2 separate regions of the Arachis hypogaea genome follow, and region 2 is linked to region 1. A link is a contact called in public Hi-C data. All regions are on one chromosome and are shown on one strand. The core of a region is the stretch at or near the end of the contact, and the rest is flanking DNA. Distances in the headings are between cores, read along the strand shown.

Evidence for each region. Hi-C and Micro-C count contacts between places; a contact is called where the count stands out from the background.
Region 2: a Hi-C map of an unstated tissue shows a contact between it and region 1, with 5 times the contacts expected there. The contact joins the promoter of LOC112800712 here to the enhancer-like site in region 1. A contact is called at or near these places in 6 of 8 Hi-C or Micro-C datasets (leaf and an unstated tissue).

Annotation. Positions count from the first base shown.
Region 1 is chr5:10,510,830-10,518,400 of arahy.Tifrunner.gnm2.J5K5, forward strand. No RefSeq gene overlaps it. Among protein-coding and RNA genes, the nearest start is that of LOC112800710, 18 kb to the left of the region's middle. Within about 2 kb of position 3,237, at least 3 of the 3 cell types and tissues checked have open chromatin away from gene starts, as enhancers often do.
Region 2 is chr5:10,590,719-10,597,622 of arahy.Tifrunner.gnm2.J5K5, forward strand. It overlaps LOC112800712 (sugar transporter ERD6-like 6), which reads right to left and starts at 2,801. Exons shown (of 18, transcript XM_025843080.3): 1 at 2,310-2,801; 2 at 2,165-2,227; 3 at 1,996-2,085; 4 at 1,860-1,919; 5 at 1,718-1,783; 6 at 1,551-1,616; 7 at 1,360-1,435; 8 at 403-467; 9 at 179-271; 10 at 1-37. The coding sequence starts at 2,522. It overlaps LOC112800714 (alkylbase DNA glycosidase-like protein mag2), which reads left to right and starts at 5,678. Exons shown (of 1, transcript XM_025843082.3): 1 at 5,678-6,844. The coding sequence starts at 5,849. The coding sequence ends at 6,697.

The DNA of each region.
Region 1 (7,571 bases), core at 1,987-4,486:
TACACGGTAAATAAGATATATTCATAATTATCTTTTTAAATCGGTAACGAGATGTGTATTACCACCAAAAAAACTATGATTAAAATAATTTCAATTACCACACTATTCAAAAGGTCTCATTCCTCACTTGTGTTATGCTATCTACTAAACCACGGCATTTTTTTCTTTCTTCCTCCTATTCGTCTTCTATCCTCAAACCCTTCACCTGTGTGATTTCTTTCTATTTTTTTTAAATATTATATATTTTAATTTTATACAATAATATTAAATTTAAATTTTTTAAATTAAAATTAATAATTTAAAATTATCCATTTGAAACATTTAATTAGCAAGAGACGACTAAAAATGAGAAGTTATTAAATTAAAAGAAGCATAAAATTGATGAAGAGTTATTAAATTAAGAAAAAATTAGAGATGAATAAAAAAGTGAACACAATTTAAACAATTATCTCTCCCATTTTTTCTATTTTATTTATATCATCAACCTTATGCTGTTTTTAATTTCATAACTGTTAAAAGTGTGTACAATTATTGTCTTTCTTCTCATTATGAAACTTGAATATGTAAAATTTTTAAATTTAAATCAATTCAATTTGATCTATTTTTTATGTAATTTTTGTAAGTACTAATTTAAATAGGTTAATTTTTAAGAAAATAATGTATTGATTTTAAATGGATAGTTTTAAATTATTAATTTTGGATTAAATAAAATTTAAATTGATATCATTGTATAAATTAAATTATATTAGAGAGGCAGTTTATCAAAATTTGAAATTTTTTAAAAATTAGATTAATTTAAAAAATAAAAATTAAATTAACGTTATTTTAATCATAATTTTTTTGTGATAATACACGTATTTCGTTTACAGTGTAAATAAAAAAATTGTATACATATTTCGTTTAATTACAAATATTTTTCAAATTTTAAATATTTCATTTACAAACAAAATCAAGCCAAATAAAAACCTGTAAACGAGATCAATAAAGCTCTACATCCAAATAAAATACTTAAAAAAGTTTAACCAAGTTATTATAACAACTTTTCAAATCACGCGCCTCCTTCTCAGTTTCCTTCTGCTTCTCCTTCTCCTTCTTCCGAATTCGCGCACGCAGGTTCTTCTTCTTCTCATCCTTCTTCTTCTTCTAAATTTGTACACGCAGGTTCTCCTCTTCCTCAATGTTGCGTCTTCTTCTCCTCCTTCGCAATGTTGTGTCTTCTTCTTTTTCTTTTCCTTTTTCGTTATCGTCATTGACAATAACACCAATATTTTGCAAACATCTTTATTAGTTCTGATTTTTTCTGATGTCATCATTAAATAATTTCGGGTCTATTTGTGTGTTAATTGAGGTTCACTTGATGCTGATGATAAGTATTGACCAAATTGTTTATTCTTTAAGTAATTTCGGTTCATTTCTTAATTTAATTGAGGTTCATTTGGATCCAGAAATGAATTTGATGTGTTCTGTTAATGATTGAGTCTTTTTGACTGTTTGTTCAAATCTGAACTAATTTTCGTTCATTTGTGTGCTAATTGAGATTCACTTGATATTGCTGATAAGTATTGACCAAATTTTTTATTTCTTAAGTAATTTCGATTCATTTCTTAATTTAATTGAGGTTCATTTGGATTCAGAAATGAATTTGATGTTTTTGTTGATGATTGAATTTTTTTGACTGCTTGTTCAAATCTAAAGTAATTGAATGGAATGGGGTATAATCTAATACAATTGAATAAAGTGATATGAATAATATCTTCTTTGCTAAAAAATTTGGTCACTATTTATCAATAGCATCAACTGAACTTCAATTAATACAAACACATCGAATTCATTTATGGATTCAAATGAACTTCAAATAAGCTAAGAAATGAACCGAAATTACTTATTAAGGAATAAAAAATTTGGTCAATACTTATCAACAGCATCAGGTGAATCTCAATTAACACACAAATGAACCGAAATTAGTTCATTTTTAAACAAGCAGTCAAAAGACTCAATCATCAACAAAACACACATATAATTTATTTTTGGATCCAAATGAACATCAATTAAGTTAAGAAATAAACTGAAATTACTTAAGGAATAAAAAATTTGATCAATACTTATCAACAGCATCAAGTGAATCTCAATTAATTTACAAATGAATTAAAATTAATTCAATTTTGAACAAACATTAAAAAAGACTCAATCATCAACAAAAATACATTAAATTCATTTCTGGATCTAAATAGACCTCAATTAAAAAGAGAAAAAGAAAAAATATAACAGCAACAACAATAAAAGAATGACGGTTGAGAGAAAACACGCAAAGAAGAAGAAAGAAGAAGACGAAGAAGAACAAGGAAGAATACGGAGAAGAAGAAATGCAAAGACGAAGAAGGAGGAAAGCGAAGAATAAGAAGGAAGAACGCGAAAAAAAATATTGCGAAAACGAAGACGAAAAAAAATATGTTTTGCGTTATTGAAATGCGCATGTACGTTAGTGTGATGAGAATTGTTTTTGTTGACTCTGGGTCAACTTGGTTAAACTTGGTTGCAAAAAACACTTAAATGTGTAACTGGATTAAAACGAAATATGTGTATAATTATTTTGTTTACACGTTAAATAAGATATGTAATAAAACCTAAAAATTGTAAATAGTGTCCAAAATACCTATTTCAGTAAATTAAATATTTATCTAAAAAAATCCCATTTGATATAGCACTATTGTCCTATTTTCATTATTATTATTGCATTTCTTTAAAAAATTCCTATCGTGTGCATAAAATATCATTTAGTGACACACAAAAAAAAAAAAAGATAAAACCTTATCTTATTGACTATATATTTTTGGCTTTGCCCACAAGAATGCGAGTGTCTTTTGAATTACAAAATCCATATCATTTGCATCTAATAATTTTTTATCTAGTAACTAGCTATAGTAAGGCAATTTAGCAGGAACTAGGGCGTGAGAAGATTTCAAATCAGTCAAATCAACCGTCAATATCCCAGATCAACTAACGGTTGTAATTAGCATCACATACTTATATAATCACTTTGCGCTATGATGATATTGATATGTATATATGGCAAAATGAGTTCTCCAGAATTCGAACATACTGCTAGAGTGCTAGTTCATGAATGTAGTAAATCGTTGTCATATGTTTGGATAAATGATCATCTTGGTAGGGAAAGGGGTGGACTGGGCGGACCCATTTCATAGGACAAGATAGGACCATTTCAGGTGTTTCAGTAAACTTGGACAAATTAAAAAGGAATTTCAATGAACTAATTTATTGATGGGTCACGATTTCTGGACAGAGCTAACTCAAAGTAAAATATTTCTTAAGTGGGCAAAACCATGGGTTGCACCGAGTCGCCTCATGTGGGCTAAGGTTTGGGGAATCCATGACCCAAAAAAAAAGTTGAGAGAGTCGGCTACCTCACACACGCTAATAGTTTTGGATCGAGTAAATCATTCTTTAGACATGTGTAGTTGTAACCAATTTAAAATGATGGAGTGGTGAATTTACTTGTCCCTTTAAATAAGGGAGTTAGTGATAAACTTTTAAATGGGACTCATAATCCTATAGTTCTGTACTTATTGTTTAGTTTACGGGTGATATAATGATGTGCGAATTGAAGCCCCTGATGATCACTATCAAATTTTAATTAGTGTTTGATACTGATGGGAGTTGGGGAAGAAGTTAATATAGCTGAATGTGCTTGCAGAGTTCGTTAATTTTGTTTTTGAAGTTATTTAGCTAGCTCTTGTAGGCACTTAGTGTGCTATGAGTTGCTATAAATTCTAGACTAACTAACTAAAAGATACTAATTGATCCGTCTATTGTTATAGTTTGGCTCTAACCACTTGTTATGTAGATTTTTATCAAATCTTGGTTGGTTTGATATCTATAGTTTAAGAACAAAATCTACTCTTCTTCTATGATATCAATTTCAACAATTATAGCAAAGATTTTATTTTTTGAATGAATAAAGAAAGAAAAAATTTTGAAAAGTAAATTGAAATTAAATTACTTAAAATTAAAATTACAGAAAATAATGAAAATAACTTTAAATTTAAAGAAAGCAATAAAATGCCTCCAACATAATCGAAAGACTTTGAATTCAAATTCAATACAGAATTTTAAAAAAGGAAAAAAAAGACTTTGCAAAGGAAATGTAAATTGCAGAGGAAAATTACAATGAATCTTAAATGAAAAGTAAAAAAGATAGAAGGAATCCAATAGAAAAAAACTCGAGACAGACTCAAAAAGTCGCTCGGATATGAATGTGAGTGTGCTGTAAGTGTTTTCTAAAGAGAAATTTCAACTTCTTTGATGCTACTGAACCTTCTTAATTTATAGAGCAACCCATCCAATCCTATTTTGCCAAGTGTCATACGTCGAATGATTCACAAGATAATTGTCCTGCCAAACACAAATCCAAATAATTGCTCCCTTAGTACATCTTATCTTCGATCTTAGCATTTCGACTTGTTAACTTCATTCTTTAATAATCTTGAATAAATCGAAACCTTTGATATCGACTTTTGTCTTCTCAATTTGACACCCTTTATCAATCCAGTTGGTCAAAAATCTTCAACCAACACCACCCAATACATCGGAAACTTAACAACAAAATATAGTGTGCTTATTTCTTTTATCAGGTATAATATGTTTATTTCTGTTACCAAAAGATTTGGTCAACACAATAACTAAATTGTAACACGTTCAAACTCTCATGTCTCATAAAAGAGGTAATCCTAACAAAGGAAATATACGCTAATCAATCTAAATACATTTGACTTATAATATACTCTAAATTTACTTGAGCGTCAAAGTGTCTTGGTAAATATCTAACCACCTGTGTTCTTTTCTGTAAATATCTAACCACCTGTGTTCTTTTCAAGCTGACGTATACCTCCTCCTCCCTAGAAGAAGATGAACTCATATTTGGATTATCAGACTAGTTACATATCATCATCAAGGCCAGATACACAAAAATATTTGGCGCCCATTATAGAGTCAAGCTTAATATCACCCCATTTTATTTTTTCCACTCTTTTTTCTTCCTTTTCACAGAACCTTCACCATGTCTGACGAGCCTACACCAATTCAAGCTGAATTATTAGCCGTGGTTACCGTGCTGCAAGCCGTAAATCAAAGAATGACCAATTTGTTAGCTCAACACTAGAACGAATGACAAGATGATATGATCGTAAAAATAACAATGGCAACCTGTGTGATGACCATACCTCGAAAACCAACTCTGTGGACACAACTCCAACCAAAAGGGCAACGAAATCCTGCAACTCCTTCATTTGAGAATGAGCTTCCAAATACCTACACATTTCACACTTCCTACAACCTTGAAGCCATAGCATGGACTTGATGACCTGAACATACATGTCAAGAAATTCCATTCTATGATGCTATTGAACAGCGCCTCTAACCCTATACAATGCCTTTTCTTTCCTAGATTTTTAGATGATGCTGTATTACTTTGATTTTCTCTTTGCCTATAGATTCTATCTCTACTTTTTAGGATTTCGCTAACCTATTCACCAACTTTAATAGCTTCCAAAATCTATGTTCATGATTTTGAATATCTCACCACTATAAAATAGGGCCAACCTGACGAGGTTTAGCAAGATAGCCATGAAGACCCCCAACCTCAACCAGAACGTCCATTTACATGCTCTTAAGAGCGGCCTCCGTCCTAGAAAGTTTTAGGAAACTATTACGGTAGCCAAGTACCTTCATAATTCTTCCTCATCCAGGCTTGTGTAGAATAGCAGAATAAGTAAAGTATTTATAGCATAAAAAAATATCTTCCTCATCATTAATATGTGTGCTTGCGGCAATTGTAGCCTCTCAAGAGAATTGATAAATGCATCAAAATTGATAGAATTTTTTTTCTATAATTCGGATATCAGAAAGATGACCATATATAACATGAAATTTCTCTGCCGATTCGTTCTAATCGAACATCTTGATCTGTCATTATACTTTTTATATCCGATAAATAAAACTACGCAATAGTGGTGTGGGAGGACATTGACCAAATAAATAAAAAAAGGGATAGTTATTACAAACATGTTCTTTGAATGATAAAAAAAGATATGTTTGCATCACTTTACCAGAATTTCAAGAAAATTTAATGGAAAAGGATATAGAAGAAACATTATACACAAAACTCATTAAACCCCTAAACAAGGCCATCATTTACCAAGTTCAAAAATATGTAGATAAGTCAAAATATTGCACATTCTGTCAAAAATATGAGCATACCACAAAAGATTGTGTTGTTCCAAAAGATCTCCTTGAGAGATTAGCTCGACAGGACCTCCTCGACAAATACATTGATGACCACATACAGAAGAGACATACAACATAAACAATGGCTAGAGGTATTATAAAGGCAAAAATGTAAGGCAGTCGAAACACCTACACAATCTCATGGTATTATTAATTACATCTTTGATAGTTTTGCAAATAAAATAGTAGCAACTCTACCATAAAAAGTTATGTGTCAAAACATTCGTCAACCCACAACCAAAAATTGAATTGTCCAAAAATTCATAATAATTCTATGTCATCAGTTGATTATATTAATTATATATTTTTTATTCTCTAGCAATATATAACTATTGCTCCGATCATTTTATGTTATTAAATTTTGAATTATGTTAAATAACCATATCTTTTTAGCCAATATCAATTAACTTTGTTAAAATTATTTTTTTTATTTTAAATCAATATTTTAAATAATAAATTTTAAATTTTAAAATATAAATTTAAATTCTAAAATTAGTTAATATTTATTAACTAAATTAATTCTCAATACTTGTTCATAAATCTTATGTAACATTACCTATCTAATTAGCGTGGAAAGTCAAGCAAAATATAATAAATGTAAACATGAAAATATTTTATTATATGAACTGAAGTAACATCAAGTACCAAATAGGGATGGCAACACCATCTAAACTCGTGGGTACTCACCCCGTCCCTATCAGCACGGAACGGGTAATTACCCGCCCCACACCAGGGTGGATTTTTAGCCGGGCGGGTTCTTGGGCGAGGCCAGGTTTAAGTAATACTATCCCTATCCGCCCCAGTATATATATAATATATAATTCTGATATATAATATGTGTAATATATGTAAAATATTTAGTAATATGATTAATAATATTGCATCATATTTAAAATTTTACTTTAATTTATATTATGTATGTGATGATGGTTATACAAATTTTAAAATTTCATTTTATTTATTAGATTTTAATAATGATAGGGGCAGGTAGGGATGGGGTGGGTACCCGAGGAGCGGGTTAGGATTCAACTTTTTACTACCTGCGGTAGAAGCGTAAAGGTTCTATGCGGGTTATTATAGGGCGGGGCGAGGTCGAGTAGAGTAAAAATCCGCACCTATCCGCTCCATTGCCATCCCTAGTACCAAATGTACTAATATAGGCCATGGTTTTATCTTATATTGTTAATCATTTGATTGAAAAGGATGGAAATGAGAAATAAAGACAAGGATCGCCCTCACATAAACTATAACAATTGCTATACAATTACACT
Region 2 (6,904 bases), core at 1,551-4,050, 79 kb after region 1:
GGATTGTAAATGTCTTTCCGGTCGATGCCACCGATCTCTACACAAATATAACTGTGTTTAGCAGTTATTCTTGTTCTTCAAGTATACTGAGTCTAAAAGACTAAAGCCATATTTTGAATATGCTCCTATTACTGTGACGCATGCACATGAATCTTAATCTTATGATGTAAGAAAATACCTTAATTTCGTGTACTTCAACAGATATATCTGTGTCAAATCCTCGTAACACTTGCAAAGAAGTCTCAAACTCTTCTGTCATCCCCATCTTGGCCTAAATTCCCACAACAATCCAGAAGAAAATAAATAAATGAATTCATCTAGAGCATAAAACACTGTCTTCTTCTTTCCTTTTTCAGGATTGCAAAAATTCAATTAGTATAACGGACAACATGTGATCCATACCAACCATCGGGGAGATTCCGGTATAAAAAATAATCCGGGTATTAAAACTATACAAGGCAAACTTCCTGCAATTGAAAATGGAACAAAAAATGCTATTTGTTACAAGGCATAGTTTTTGGCATGATTGGAATTATGACAAATAATTAGAAATTAGTCAATTCTACTTAAAACTCTCCAAAATAAAAGATAAATTACCCTTATGATATATCTAATTATCGTTGTATGAAATGAGTTGGCTTGTCCTAATTAACATTAACTCTTAATTTAACCTAAGTTATGATAAGTTGATAACTGAACTTTTTTTTTTAAATATAGCTATAGTATTAAACATAAATCATAAGCTCCCTATGATTTTATTTGGCAATATCATGCACATTTAGTAAAAAAATAGTGATAATGACCAAAGATCAAATTAAAGAACTTATAAAGTAATTATAACTAATGTTAGTTAAATGCATTTCTCACTCTAGGAATCTCATCACTATTTTCTTGCCGTTGAAATTAAACTTTAAACGACTTTACATTTAAAAATTTACTGGATAAATACATTTATTAAGGGGAACAAGAGGAAGAATAAAAAATGTAAAATACTAGAACAGATTTTGCTTTGGTTGCAAAATAACCAAACTCAGCTTTTAACTGACTATTGTATTATTATCTTCAATTCATAGTTACAAAGAATAACAAATTTGACCTTTTTTTTGTGACTAAATTTGACCTTATTTAATCGCTCTTCATAATTACAAAATGGAACTTCTCTAATAATTTTTATAAATTGTTTAAAAAAGGTTATACTTTGGTTAATTGGTTAAGTTATTATAATTTAGGTTAAATTAAGAATTAATATTAAGTATGATAAACCAACCCATTTTATCTAATAATAACTAAATATGTTACAAGTAATAAATTATTCTTTATTTTAGAGAAGATCGGAAAAAATACATTTTAGAAATTTACCTAGAACTGCAAGTGCTCTCCAGTTAACAAAAAGGCCTAGGAGGTATGCCAACATTATTCCAATTGTGATAGAGAGCTGATCAACAAATATATTACAACTTTTATTTCAAATAATAATATATATAATAAATATAAGAGGTGAGAAAAAAGAGATGAAGTTTTGACTTTTGAGAAGCAAAAGTAAGTGGTACCTGATTGACCGATCCAAGGGTACCTCTCATATTTTGAGGTGATATCTCAGCTATATAAACAGGAACCTAAACACAAAGTTAAAGGAAAACCCATAGTACACTAATTTCACTTAGAAATCAAAGTCCAAACAAAAAAAAAAAAAAGATGAAAGGGACATCATGATTACCACGTAAGAGATTATACCAACGCCGAAACCTTCCAATAATCTCCCCATAAACAGAAAAGATGAGTCCTATATCAGTAACAACAAATTAATACATCCATTAAAGTATTAAACCCCAATCTGTTAGTTGCTTATTAACACTTACCTTGGCAAAAGAGATTGCGAGCCATCCTATTATATTTGGGATTGCAGCAATCATCAATGACTGCATTCAACATACCAAAAGCATCACAATTCATTCCTGTATAAAGTCAACCTGGAAGAATGATTTAGTTTCTTACCCCTTTGCGACCAATGTATTCAGACATTTGACCACTGACTATAGCTCCCACCATCGCCCCCACATTGGATAATGATCCGAATAAAGAGAACTGCCCCCATCACAGCAAAAGTAAGCAAAACGGTTTATGATCCGAATAAAATCTAAGAAGGAAACAGAACCAACCAAACCTCTGAAAGTGAGAGCTTGAGATCACTAATTATACTTTCCTGAGTGGGAGAAGAATATCCACACTGTACAATGCGAAAAGGAGAACATTAAGGAGTGTATATATACCAAAGAGTGAGCAGAATTTGATGGTGAATGTTTATGTACCGTGAAACCAAACTGAATCGGACCCAGAGCAACGATGAGGACGCAGAAGAGAATGGAGACAGAGGAATCTCGCACCACCTGAATTGAAGATCCTACGATGCTGGACTGTCTAGAACCCAACATCTTGTACCAACTCCCATTGTGCAGGAATGGCTTCCTAAGCTCCTTGTTTCCATCCTCACCGCTACTGCTATCTTCTTTCGCCTCTCTCATACTAAGAATCTGGAAACTGGATCTATCAACAATCTATAACTGCTGTGTGTGATGTTTGTAACAATCAAGGTATTTGACAAGTGACAGTCATACAACAAAACATTGACACACATCTACCATGTTTTGTTTTTATATTAAAAATAACCACAAACTACAAAAAGCTTAACACGGTTGTTGCCTTCGTCATTTTCATTTCACCATCATCAAATCATGTATGATGTATGCAAGATGAATACAAGAGACAAACCATCTTTCTGGTGATATGTCACGAGGAGTTGCTGGCTTTGTGAAGATTAGATCCATCCAATTAATTATGGACCCACTAATAATTAAGTATCCTAATTAAACACATGGGATAACATTATTTAAAAGCCACTTCATTTTTATATTCAGTGTCCTTAATTTGACTTGGACCTAGAACAATCTGCTACCATACTACCATTCCATCCAATTTTACCACTTATTAATTCGACTTTGCATCTCAAAAAACAAAATATGTTTATGTATAAATATATATTATTTAATTTATTTTTAATATATATTTTATATTTTAAAATATTTTTATACGAATGAATAATTTATTGTTTGATTTTATATGTACCGTTACATCCTAAAATCCCACATAGTAATATATGTCTAAAAAAGTAATTAAACAGAAAAATATTAAGGGCCAACAATTTTATTTTATATTGACAAATATTTCTCGCCACAATTTTAATATTTTTAGTTTAATAACTTAACAACATATTTGTAACAAACACTTTTAAATATTGTTATTTAATTATTAATAAAAAATAATAAATTTTGCTAATCTTCTAATCTTATCCATAATTAAATAAGAAAGTAAAGTTACGAGAAATTCATGGAACCCTTCAGATGTACTTAAAGCCATATTTAATATTTTTCTCAAATAAAAAAATATAATTCTTGTATTTTTAAAATAAATATTTTGAGATATCATAACTTCAAGAAATTCATTCTATATATTATATTATCTAAATAAAAGATTCTCCGCAAGTTCACTTCTATTCGATTTATATACTAGAATAAATTATTAAAATGGTGCTAAAAAATTCGCATAACAGACAAAACAAATCGTGCAAGATATTAATAATAAATAAATTCTCATAAAATTTTAAAAATAATAAAAAGAATTAGATATTAAATATATATTTTAAAAAATAATTTTAAATATTAAATTTTGATGTAAATTTTTACAAATTATAATTAAAAAAATAAAACTTTTTATTTTTAAAATTTTATAACCAAGTGAAATTGTTTTAAAGAAAATTTTATTGAGAATGACCATATTTTTTAAAAAAAAAATCTAGATATTAAATTTTGTTTCGAATTTTTTTACGTACTTTTTAAATATTTATTCAGATATTGTCACAAAAAAATCAGATCTAATAAATAAATCGTTTATTAAATATAAAAAGTTATTGTTATTTATAAAAAATATAATATTTATTATTTTTTTGTCATATTTTTAAATTATTTATCAGTTGTTTTATTGATATAAATTTGTTTTATCAAAGGCTATTAGGAGTGTACATGGTTTGGCCCGGCCTGAAGATCCGGTCTGACCCCTAACACTTTAGGGGCTAATTTAATATGATTTCATCAGGTCTAAGGTCGGGTAAGGGTCTTAAAAATATATCCGGTCATTATTTCAGGTCGGGTCCGGGCCATAACTCGGATCACTCGAACTCGGTCCGGTGACCCAGTTACCATACACAATTAATATTTTGTGTTATTAGTGATGGATGATGATTATTCTTATGTGGAATTTAAATATTGTAAACTTTAATATTTTGTGTTATTAGTCATCATAAGATTATAAATTAATGTTTTATGTTTAAAATGCATAAGACTTTAGACTAATGCATAATATCGTGTTATTTGTATTTTTTAAAATATTTGGTATTATTAGACAATATTAATATTGATTATGGTTATGTTTTAATTTTAAAGAAGAATTGATTCTTGTTATATTTTTTTAAGTGAATTTTACTATGTGAATTGTGAAATAATGGTTGAAGATTAGGTGATATTTACATGCTAAAAATTCGATTTTTACCCAATTTTTACCTAGACCAAAGATGCGTAAGTTTTATCGGATTTAGAATTGGATTAAGATCTAAAAATTATGTCCGATATATATTTTAGATCAGATCTAAATTAAACTAAACCGAGTGTGGTTCGATCCATGTACATCCCGAATGGCTACTTTTTAAGTTGATAATTATAAAAATAAAATACTTTTACTAGAATAAACTGAATCGTAATACATATTTATATAGTTTTACTATCAACGCAATAAAACTAAAAAATTGCAGCTGTTGGAAATATAAGAATTTCCTAGACAATGAAAAGACCAGTTGTTGATTCCCGCCCTATTATGATTTTGCAAGTAATTTCACCTTAAAAAAATAAACATTTTTTAATCTTTAATAAAAAAAATTCAATGTTAATAGTTAACAAAATAAAGGTGTAAATACCTAATTCGGTCTTTGTCCATTTTTATGAAGGACAAAGCGATTTCTGTCCAAAAAAAATGACACTTTGATCCTCAATCTTTTTATTTTAGGACAATACGATCTCTCTATTAAAAAAATTATTTAAATAATAATGAAAATTGGTTTTGTGAGAGTTTTATTTGTACTATTAATAAGTTTGTTTTTGAAAAATTCATTCACCAATGGTAGTTAACTGAAGAAAAACTATCAATAAAAATGATGCCACAAAAAATAGTAATTGTAGTACAAATACTTTTTAAAAGAAAAAAATAACATCAAATAAGAAATGAAAAAAGAAAATTTTAATGTTGATAATATTAGTATTAGTGATGATGACAGTAGAGAAAATAATGATGATGATGATAAATCAATAAAAATAATAGAAGTATAAGCCATAATAATAAAGATGAAGAAAGTAATGGTAGTAGTGGTAGTAATTAACTATATTATTGAAAATAATTTTATAAAGATTTAAAATTTCCACAAAATATAAATAAAACCTCCCATAAAATCAATTTTTATTATTATTTAAATAATTTTTTTAACACGTATTATCCCAAAATAAAAAAATTAAAGTTCAAAGTGTCTTTTTTTTTTATAGAAATTACTTTATCCTTTGTAAAAATAAACTAGGACCGAACTGGTATTTACTCCAAAATAAAGTAGAACAAAGAAAAGTTGCCTTGTGCATAGAATACCAAGAGCCTATCCCCATAAATAGAAATAGAAAGACCTTTGGTTGCAAGGTAGTGTTGACTTATCCTCATTCTGTTGTTCCTTTTTCTCAAGTGTTTCTGAAAAAGAAAAATGAAGCGAACTCGATCTCAAACCAAAGAAAGCATTTCCGTCTCCAAATCAGAATCCCTAACCGCTTCCTCTTCCAAACTCCCATTTCGCGCCAAAAAGATCCCAAGACTCCCCTCTTCCTCCAACAACAACAAGAACAAAGAAACCCTCATTCCCGAAGATTCAACACCACCACCACTACCTACTCCGAAACCGTTGACTTCTACAGGGGAAATGGAGCTCGCACTTCACCACCTCCGTGCCGCCGATGTCACCCTCGCCGCCTGCATCGACGCCTTCCCGACGCCGCACTTCCACACTCACCGCTCTCCCTTCTTCTCTCTCGTCAAGAGCATCATCTCCCAGCAGCTCTCCAACAAGGCCTCCCAATCCATCGAGGACCGTTTCGTCGCCCTCTGCGGCGGCCCACACTCAGTTGGGCCTGACTCCGTCCTGGCTCTCTCGGCCCAACAGCTCCGCGGAGTCGGGATATCAGGGCCCAAAGCCACCTACCTGCATGATCTGGCAAGCAAGTACCGCGATGGGCTCTTGTCGGATTCGTCCATACTGGAAATGGACGACGAGACTCTCTACAAGAAGCTGACGATGGTGAAGGGAATTGGGCCTTGGTCGGTCCACATGTTCATGATCTTCACACTTCACAGGCCTGATGTTCTACCAGTTGGAGACCTTGTTGTTAGGAGAGGTGTGGAGCGCTTGTATGGGCTGAAGTCATTGCCTCAGCCTTCGCAAATGGAGAAGCTTTGCGAGCAGTGGAAGCCCTATAGGTCTGTTGGGTCTTGGTATATGTATAGGCTTGTTGAAGCAAAAGGAATATTGCCATTGCCACCACCAACATCCCTACTTTGAATTATTCACGTTTTTGCTATTTTTTGTTTTGGGCCTCATTAGGTAGTCCATTAATGAAACTACTTGGGCCTTCTTAAAGTGTACGAAGCTAATGAAGGCTTTATTGTTCTATTATGTGCCAGTAATGAAAGATATTCTCTTTCTTCACTCACTGTGCGAATTGGAAGAAAAAGACAAAAGGTGAGGATCATAAGGCATGACACGGGG